2 separate regions of the Mus musculus genome follow, and region 1 is linked to region 2. Evidence: chromatin contacts called from public HiChIP or PLAC-seq data. All regions are on one chromosome and are shown on one strand. The core of a region is the stretch at or near the end of the contact, and the rest is flanking DNA. Distances in the headings are between cores, read along the strand shown.

Evidence for each region. HiChIP or PLAC-seq counts read pairs in DNA pulled down with a chosen protein or histone mark.
Region 1: an SMC1A HiChIP or PLAC-seq map of large pre-B cells shows a contact between it and region 2, with 9 times the contacts expected there. The contact joins two enhancer-like sites.

Annotation. Positions count from the first base shown.
Region 1 is chr13:83,110,521-83,115,113 of GRCm38.p6, forward strand. The region is part of intron 1 of Gm33073 (a long non-coding RNA gene); the gene reads right to left. Among named protein-coding and RNA genes, the nearest start is that of Gm33073, 7.7 kb to the right of the region's middle. Within about 2 kb of position 2,396, at least 66 of the 459 cell types and tissues checked have an H3K27ac peak or open chromatin away from gene starts, as enhancers often do.
Region 2 is chr13:82,070,151-82,074,620 of GRCm38.p6, forward strand. No RefSeq gene overlaps it. Among named protein-coding and RNA genes, the nearest start is that of Gm24295, 22 kb to the left of the region's middle. Within about 2 kb of position 2,496, at least 9 of the 459 cell types and tissues checked have an H3K27ac peak or open chromatin away from gene starts, as enhancers often do.

The DNA.
Region 1 (4,593 bases), core at 1,146-3,645, 1.0 Mb after region 2:
GGACCAATTCCCACAAAACAATCAATGGCATATCATCATTTCTTTCCCTTCTCCAAAGAAAAGGATGCAAAGAAAATAGTGCAAACGTAGTGAAGAGTTGTGAGTCTAGTGTGCATGAGAGGAGGCCTTCCCAATTAGCACATCAGGCCACCAGCCCTTCGTTGGCACAAGTCAGTCCTCATTTCTCACACAAGCCATGCCTTTTCTCCCAGGATTTATGTGTCTTCCTCCCCTCTCCATAAAGAATTAGCTGAATATAGTAAGAATAAGAGGACTCTGGGGCTGCAGATGGCTGACCAGCTGTTTCTGGGTGACACCCCATGAATCAGAGTCTCATCGAGCTTTAGTGCTTCCATGTTTTGGGGGCAAAATATTCTGCGTTTTGGAAAACTAGTTCATGGAAAATAATACAGCAAACTAACATTTATAGAAAACCACAGTAATCTTGTAACAAATGTCCTAAATTATGCACTCAAAAGAGGATCCAATTTTATACAAGGTTCTCTTCGAGAGACTGCAGAACACTTTCTTGTTTGTGATTGTAACTGCTGTTCCTCACAACCTCTATAAGTACAAAAAAATAAAACGACATGCCTTTATATAACATATATGCATAAGACAAATGTCAGCATGGGAAAGATGGTCTGTGGAGGGGACTATTCAGAAAAGTTCATTTTATGCTTTATTTTAGGTTCATTGTGTATATTTTCTCCAAGTTTGATGTTAAGATTAATGCTGCTTTTCAAGCCTCCTACATTCCACTTCAACAATGGTTATTCTTCAGTACTTAAGTACATTGCTGGGGGTATGGGCAAAATAAAAGTCATATGGAAGTTTATGTTCCAGCTGCTGTGCTCCCTCTTCTTCATGAGTGAGTTTCTGGCAGGCCACGAGTTTTACTAAACCCCTTCCCTAGTGCCCTCTTCAATTTTAGATCCTTGCTTGATGTGAAATGTCTAAGACAGTCATTTTAATAGACAAAAGAGTAGAGATAGCCCAAATACCAATGGTCAGGAAACAGGCATTTGTGAGGTGGGAGAATAAGAAGCCCCTGTGATCATTTTTATTCAATGAAAGCCATTCCTTTGGGTGGGAGTGTCAAATTCTAGTACCCACACATGCTGCCCGCATACCACACAAGCTGCAGGAATGCAGATTTCTGTATCTGAGAGCAGCTGCTAAGTGAAGTGGAACATCCAACAGATGGCTGCATTGTCATTGTTGGGGGAGGAGGAGAGAGGAGCTATTTTGGTTTTTCTGTTGAACGTGTATATGTGTATGAAGGCATGTGTGTACTTCACAGTATTCTGTTCTCCACTACCTATGATCTTTTCCACTATAGATATTTCTCCTGTGCTGTCAAAGACTGGTTTTGAATTTGCATATTAGGACAGTCACTAGAGGTTTTTTGATCATTTAGTATTTAATGGATGAGAAAAGAAAGGTCCAAGGGCACACAGCTATTAAAGCCAAACTCAGAATTTTTTCACTAGGGCATGCAATATAACAAAATTAATTAATAAAATTATTAAGTAAATAACACTCTACATAGTGATAGATCACAGAGGAGAACAATTCAAGGGTCACAGCTTCTCAGTCTTTAAAAATATATAAGTGCATTTTTCCCTTAAAAAATTATGGTGGAGTTGCTTTGCAGTTCTCAGAAGAAAAAAAAAAGTAAGTATTCAAACTAGTCAATATGAGCATTTTATTATGAAGCTTATTAGATTTTAAACAATTTGATTCATGGTGCTCCACAATTTTAATAGCATATTTAGAAATAATAGACTTCGGCAAATCAGGTTGTAGAACTGCTATCAAAATCCATGCATAAATGCAAATTAAAAACCTTAGGTCCCATCCTGACCTGCTTGCAAAATGTCCCTATTCCCCTTCTGATGGTAGCTTAAAGAGTACCATCACATAGCTTATTCATTGATGTGTGTGTGTGTGTGTGTGTGTGTTTCTAGAAATAGAATCAATAGAGAACAGACAAACCCACAGTTGCCAGTTTGTACAGTTTTGTGGTTTCTGCCAGGGCTACTGACTCGAGAAGGTCTACCAGATAATGAAAGCAAACTATTTCAGTTCCTGTGGGTCTAGAGTGCTTCTGTAAAGTTCTGGTTTGAAACAAATGAATAACAAATTAAAAGGCATAGTAAAATAAGGGGGTGGTTAAAATATATTAACTGAAATCAATGTAGGAGAAACATAGTTAAAAACCTTGCATTCTCAGCAACAGCCTGAGATGTATTTGGGTAATTCTTTAAATTTATGATAAAAGCCTTTTAGCAGAAAGTCAATACACATAGGTGGTGAAGCAAGTATATCATCCTGTACTGGAGGTTGCATTAAACATTCGGTGTGAGCTCCACTGCTCATAGGAAGTAAGCAGGAGTTCATCCAACGAACGCACAGTATCACAGAGACCAAGCGTTCTTCTGTAGACAGTCTGTGGAGCCATGCTGATTACCATGCAGTCCTCTGCCTAGGGTGCTCACTGACGTCAACAAGGGTCCTGGAAATGAAGCAGGATCAAAATCCCAGAAGCCTGGACTAATAATAGAGTAAAGATGGAGAACAGATGGAAAGCAAAGCTTCATGGATAGAGTGTGACCTCATGTTATAAATTCGTCAAGTGGAATAAACAACAACAAAGTATGGAAGGCCTGTGAGAACTCACTGATGTCAAACTTCCAGAAATTTGCTGACTGAAAAAATGCCTAGATACAGAGAAAACTTTCCAAAGGAGTTCAGGGGCATCAATTTTTGGATTAATTATGCCTGTGTCTGAGAGCAAAGACACTTAAAATTAAAACCATAGTACTTTGAACATAGACTACTAGCTTTATCCCTTTACCCTTCATTAATATATGGATTCACCTAAGTTATTTTCCTCTCACTTGAGCAAACCTGTCATCTGTGAGAGGGCAAAGCCATAAATGTAGAACCTGGAGATGAAATCCCAGAAAACACTAGGCCTGAAGCAAAACATTGCAAGCGGTCTGCCACATCTTCAACAAATAGAAGTGCTTTTTCAAGTGTCTCTGTCTCGTGTGTGTGTGTGTGTGTGTGTGTGTGTGTGTGTGTGTGTGTGTGTGTGTGTTTAAGCAATCAATGCACACTTTGTGTCTTAGTCTGTATTCTGTTGCCGTGAAGACGCACTATGAGCATGGCAATTCTTATAAAGGAACACATTAAGTTGGAGCCACCTTGTACTTTCAGAGGTTTAGTCACTTGTCATGTAGAAGCATGTTGACATGCAGGCAGATGCTTCGTCAGGATCAGCAGGCTGCAGAAAGAGACAATCACTGGAGCAGGCTTGAATATTTGAAACCTCATACCTAACCCACAGTGACACACTTTCTTCAACAAGGCTACAAGTGCCACTCCTTGGCTAACAAACAGTTAAATATATAAGCTTATATATTTGAGGTCATTCTTATTTAAACCTCCACATTCCACTCCCTGGCCTCCATAGGCTTATAGCCATATCATAATGCAAATATGTATTCAGTTCAACTTAGAATATCCCCATAGTTTAGCACAGTCTCAACATTGTTTAAAAGCATAAAGTTCACACTCCTTTTGAGGACTGGTGGCATTCTTTTTACCCTAATTTTCTATAAAATCAAAATTAAAAGAAATTTAATTTAAAAGATTCACCATACTTTCCAACAAACAGTGGTATAGAATAGACATTGCAAGTCCCAAAGGGAGAAAAGGGAACACCATGAAGAAACACTGGACCATGGCTAAAAACAGCTGAGAAAACTCCAAGCTCTACATCTTCAAAGTATGTTTCAGATCTCGAAGTCCTTTTAGCTTTGTTGACTACAAAATACATCTTCCTCTTTAGTTGTTTCTACTCCCTTTTAACAGCTTCTTTCAACAGGTTCTCCATGGCTCTGGCTTCATGGACATCTCCAAGGCAGTCCAGACTTCACTTTTGTAGCTTCATGAAGTAGCTCTTCTTGATCTCCATGCAGAAACATTTCTGCCACACTCCTGACGTCAGCAACTTTCCTTAGTCACAGAGGGGCATTTTGTAACCCTTTTCTTGTATCAGTGAAGTTGCAAAGTTCTGCTGCTTACTGAGGTTGCAACATGGCCCCTCATTCAAATACATTCTCACCAGCTTTCTGCTTTTGATTTTTTCCTTTACCGCCTAAAGTTGGTTGTCCTGAAACTTGTTCTGCTATACCAGGTTGGCCATGAATTATGAAATCTGCCTTCCTCTGCCCCCAAAGTGTTGAATGCTGTGACTAAATGTGTGTGAAAGCCCTAAACTTGCCCTGATTCTTTTTCATAGATTGGAAGCTTAGCTGGTTGAAGACTTGCTCTGAGGTTACTACTCCCTTTATTCCATTTAATATCCAGGTTTTCTTTAGTCTGTTTATCTCTTTGAGCTCAGGACTTAGCTCTAGTACACTTTCTTATGTCACCTTTGTACATTTTGTATTGCTTTTTGATCAGTTTGCTCCTTTCATTATAGATCTGACTGAGACTGGCCACTAATAACCAGGCGATGTGGTCAATATTAGGCTGTTTTGAAATCTCCTCTGTCAATGTCCTTAATGTAAAACTCTTTAA
Region 2 (4,470 bases), core at 1,246-3,745:
TACTGGGGGACTTTTCAAAGGGGTTTGAAAACAGAAAATCTTTCATACAATTCGAGAATACCACGTTTAGGGGGACTTGGTGATGAGTTGAAAAAGTCTTTCTATGATGTCAAATGTTGAGATTGGTGTTTTTGTTGTTCTGTTGATCTAGAATGGCATTTATTCCCTGAATTACAGAATCAACTTCAGAAAGGCCCTAGTGAAGCAAACTGTAGAAACAAAAAGCTGTGTTATGACTTATTAGGCCCTTTATGGACTCCATTCTAAGTCAAAATTATTGTTAAAGTAGATAGCATTACTTGAGTGTGCAATGAAACCATTCTATTGTGACAAGACTCTCATGCTGGACATCCCCCTGTTTCTGAGTAAGCACGGCCTTATTTCACCTCTGCTTGCACATGATTCCCAACACGGCCCAACAGGTGTTGGAAAGTAGTGTTATGGGCTTTCTCTGGCCTACCACTTAGTTTTATAAATGAAGTCTCAATGGAACAGACGAACCCAGTCACTTAAGCTTGGTTGTGGCTGCTTTTGTGGTGGAGAGCAGAGCTTAGACTCTCTCCTGTGTTGAAGAGAGAGTTATGACTCTCAGCACATGCTTTTCAAAGCAGAAACCACTTGTCCTTCATAGGAAAACGTTTGCAGACTTCAGACTTCAGTTTTGTTCTCTATTTTCTGTTTTGCTTATCTATTTTCCCTTTGTGACTAATTTACATCTTTTTGATAGAAAAGAAAAGAAAAAGAAAAGGGAAATGTAAACAAACAAATCTCAATTATCATTACAAAATTTAAGAAGTATTGATAGAAGTTACAAAATATACTCTAAAATATGTTGATGTTGGGCTCAAGAGATGGCTCACTGATTAAGAACCCATACTGTTGTTTTAGAGGACCTGAGGTCAGTTCTCAGCTTTCACTTCAGGAATTTTACAACCACGTGTAACTTCAGCTCCAGAGAGGATTCAATACCTTTGCCACCAGCACTTACAGGCACACATGCACACACACATGTACACAACATGTACAAATGCATACATACTTGTACACAGACATGCAAATGGACACACACAAACATGCATACACACTTGCATCCAAGCATACATACATGCACATACATAATTAAAAAATTTGAAAATCTTGAAATATATGCTGCAGATGATAAAAAAAATCTTGTTTGTTTCAGTAAACATGGTGTGAAAAGAATACTCACACGTCTTAGGCTTCTTTCTCTTCTTGCCATTCTCACTGGGGGGGTTCAGTTAACTGTTTTCATAATGTAAAACAGGGTATGTACATTGAGCATTGCGGACAAGGGAGCATATGTTTTATCCTCATATTGAACAGATGGACCAAAGCTGGACTGTAGTCCCATAGTCTGACTACAGCATCTTGGTAAGATGCAACCAAGGAGCACTGCCTTTGAGCACATCAAAGTCAATAGTACTATAAGGTTCTTTGCTTATAGAGTTAATGCTTATAAAGCACACTAAAATATTACTCATATCGTTTCTTACCATGAACAAATTAGAACAACATAGAAAATATGACATATTATATTTCCCCTTTTCAGGGAGGTTCATGCATTTCCCCCTTGAGCTCTTATTGTTACTTAGCTTCTCTGAGTCTGTTATCCAGTACTTTAGAGCTAATATCAACTTAAAAGTGAATGCATACCATGTTTGTCCTTCTGGATCTGGATTACCTCACTCCGAATGATGTTCTTGTTCTATCCATTTGCCTGTAAATTTCATGATGTCATTGTTTTCAACACCTGAGTGATATTCTATTGTGTAGATGTGCCATATTTTCTTTACCTGTTCTTCAGTTGAGGGACATCTAGGTTGTTTCCAGTTTTCGGCTATTATGAGTAAAACTGCTATAACCATATGTTAGCAAGTGTCCTTTGGGTATATGCCTAGGATTGGTCCCTAGCCCAATTGTCATCAGAGAGGTTTCACCCAGCAACTGATATAAACAAATATAAAGACCTATAGCCAAACATTAGGCAGAGCTTGGGAAATCCTGCAGAAGAGTGGGGGATGGGGGCTGTAGTGAAGGATTTTTGGAGCCAGAGGGGTCACAGACACCACAAGAAAACTCATAGAATTCACTAACATGGGAACATAAGGGCTCACAGAGACTAAACTACCAACCAAAAACTCTGTATAGGACTGGCATGGGCCCTATGTACGTATATCATAATTGTGTAGCTTAGTCTTCTTTGTGACTCCTAACAGTGGGAGCCGGGCCCGTCTCTAACTCTGTTGCTTACTTTTTGGACCTTTACTTTCTATTAAATTGCCTCATCCTGCCTCATTAGGAGAGGAGGTGTTTAGTTTACTGCAACTTGATATATCATGGCTGGTTGATACACATGGGAGGTCTGTCCTTTCCTGCAGAGAAGTGGAAGTGGAGTGGGTGTAGTGTTGGGGAAGAGGGAAGGGGGGAGAAAGAACTGAGAGGGGAGGAAGGAAACTGTGGTCAGGATGTAAATAATATACTATAGGCCAAAAGATATGTAACCCAGCTTACATTTCTGGTGTATGAATTGCTTATCCATGCATACTAAGTTACTTCCTGTAGTGGGTTTGGCCTAACGCTGTTTGTATTCTAATGTTAATTTGGGTCCTCAAAATTGTTTGTATGGGAGAAAACTCATATAAGACACTGAGGGACCCTGCCTCCAGTTAATCTTGATTGGTAAATAAAGATGGCAGCAGCCAATAGCTGGGAAGAAGAGACAGACAGAAAGAGGCAGGACATTAGGATTCCTGGGCTTGGGAGAGGAGAGGAAGAAGGAAAGAAAGAGAAGAAAGAGAGCAGAGGAGAGGAGAGGAGAGGAGAGGAGACATACCATGCCTGAGAAGAGTGGAGGGCTGAGAGGCATGACTGCCTTATGAAGAAGCAAGGAGAGTGTGGCCCAGAGGGCTGCCCTACTAAGTCCAGGGCAGCCAGGATACAACGCAGAATTTAATAAGGGGTAGCTCAGTATTATTGGTGGGAGGCAGTGGAGGCTAGGCAGTGGCCCATTTATTGTGCAGATAAGACATATTAGAATATAAAGGCCGTGTGTGTGTGTGTGTCTTTCACTGAGAAACATGAAGCATTGAAGCAATGAAGTATTTATTGAATCAAGGTGACCCACAGAAATATGTCTTGATTATGTTGGGAAGACCCAACTTAAAAGTGATTGGTACCATGCCCTGGGGTTGGGATTTAGTTTGGAGAAAGCCAGCAAAGCACAAAACATGCATGGATTAATTGTTTTCTTCCTGTGACTAAGGATACCATGTGACCAGTTGTCTCTAGTTCCTGCTGCTATGACTTCCCTGGTGTGATAGCACATGATTGAGAACTGTGAACTGAAATAAACCCTTTCTATCCTAAATTGCTTTGGTCAGAGTGTTTTATCACATCAACAGGAAACAAAACTAAGACAGTTGGAAACTTATCTGGGCTTCACTGTGGAAATCCCAGAGTAATCAGACATCTGTAGTCTTTGTCTTACACAGGAGTAAGCATCACAGAGAATGAGGGAGAGGTTGCATAACCTATTGTGACCTGAGAAGTTTGTGGTCTGACAGTCATAGGCTGTCCCATATTCAAATGTCAAATATGGACTCTGGCTTCTAAAAGAAGTATATCAAGAACTTGTGGCCACATTTTAAAACTATCGCATTTAGCTTTGGTGACTAACTTTAACATAAAATTAATGGAACTTGAAGCTTTAGTATTAGATAACTGTATGAGCCATTGTAATTATTAAACAATGCTATCATAATTAGGATCTTCTCAGACCTCAAATAAAACTGAAAGAACAAATTAGACTGATTTTTTTAGAAAATATATTGTAAGATTTCTAAGAAAGATATATTACAGCACTTTTATAGGGCTCCATGTTATCCTTCATAACAGAGTTGCACTCTTTCAGGCTAAATGAGCAAAAATCAGATCCGAGTTAGGAGGAATCTTGAATTTTAGAGTATTTCATAATTTAATTATTTTTAGGTAACTGAGAAAGGCATTTCTAAGTAGAAAAAAAATCATCCATTTAACATATTCCTGCCAAGAAGCTACCTATATCAGGCATTGTAATTCCCATGGATGGTACAGCAGGGAAGAAAACTAGAAAAACCCTTCATCCGGATTAGCAATATTAATTGTTGGAGGTAAGAGCAGGCATTAAACAGAAGATATATTTTCAGTCATATTATGACAAGTGTAATGAAGAGCAATGGAGTGGGGGAAGAGGTGACTTGATTCAGGATAGAATGTTACTTAACTTGACTGGAGAAGGTGATGGAGAGTGGGAAGACAAGTCATGTGATCTAGAAGAAGGGGAGATTCTGAATGGACACTGAGAAATGTGAGGCTCTGGAACAGTCAACTGGGAGCATGGTCAGAGTCACTTGGGCTTGATGGTGGCAATGAATGGGAGCACACATGTTGACCTTTCCATACACACAAAGG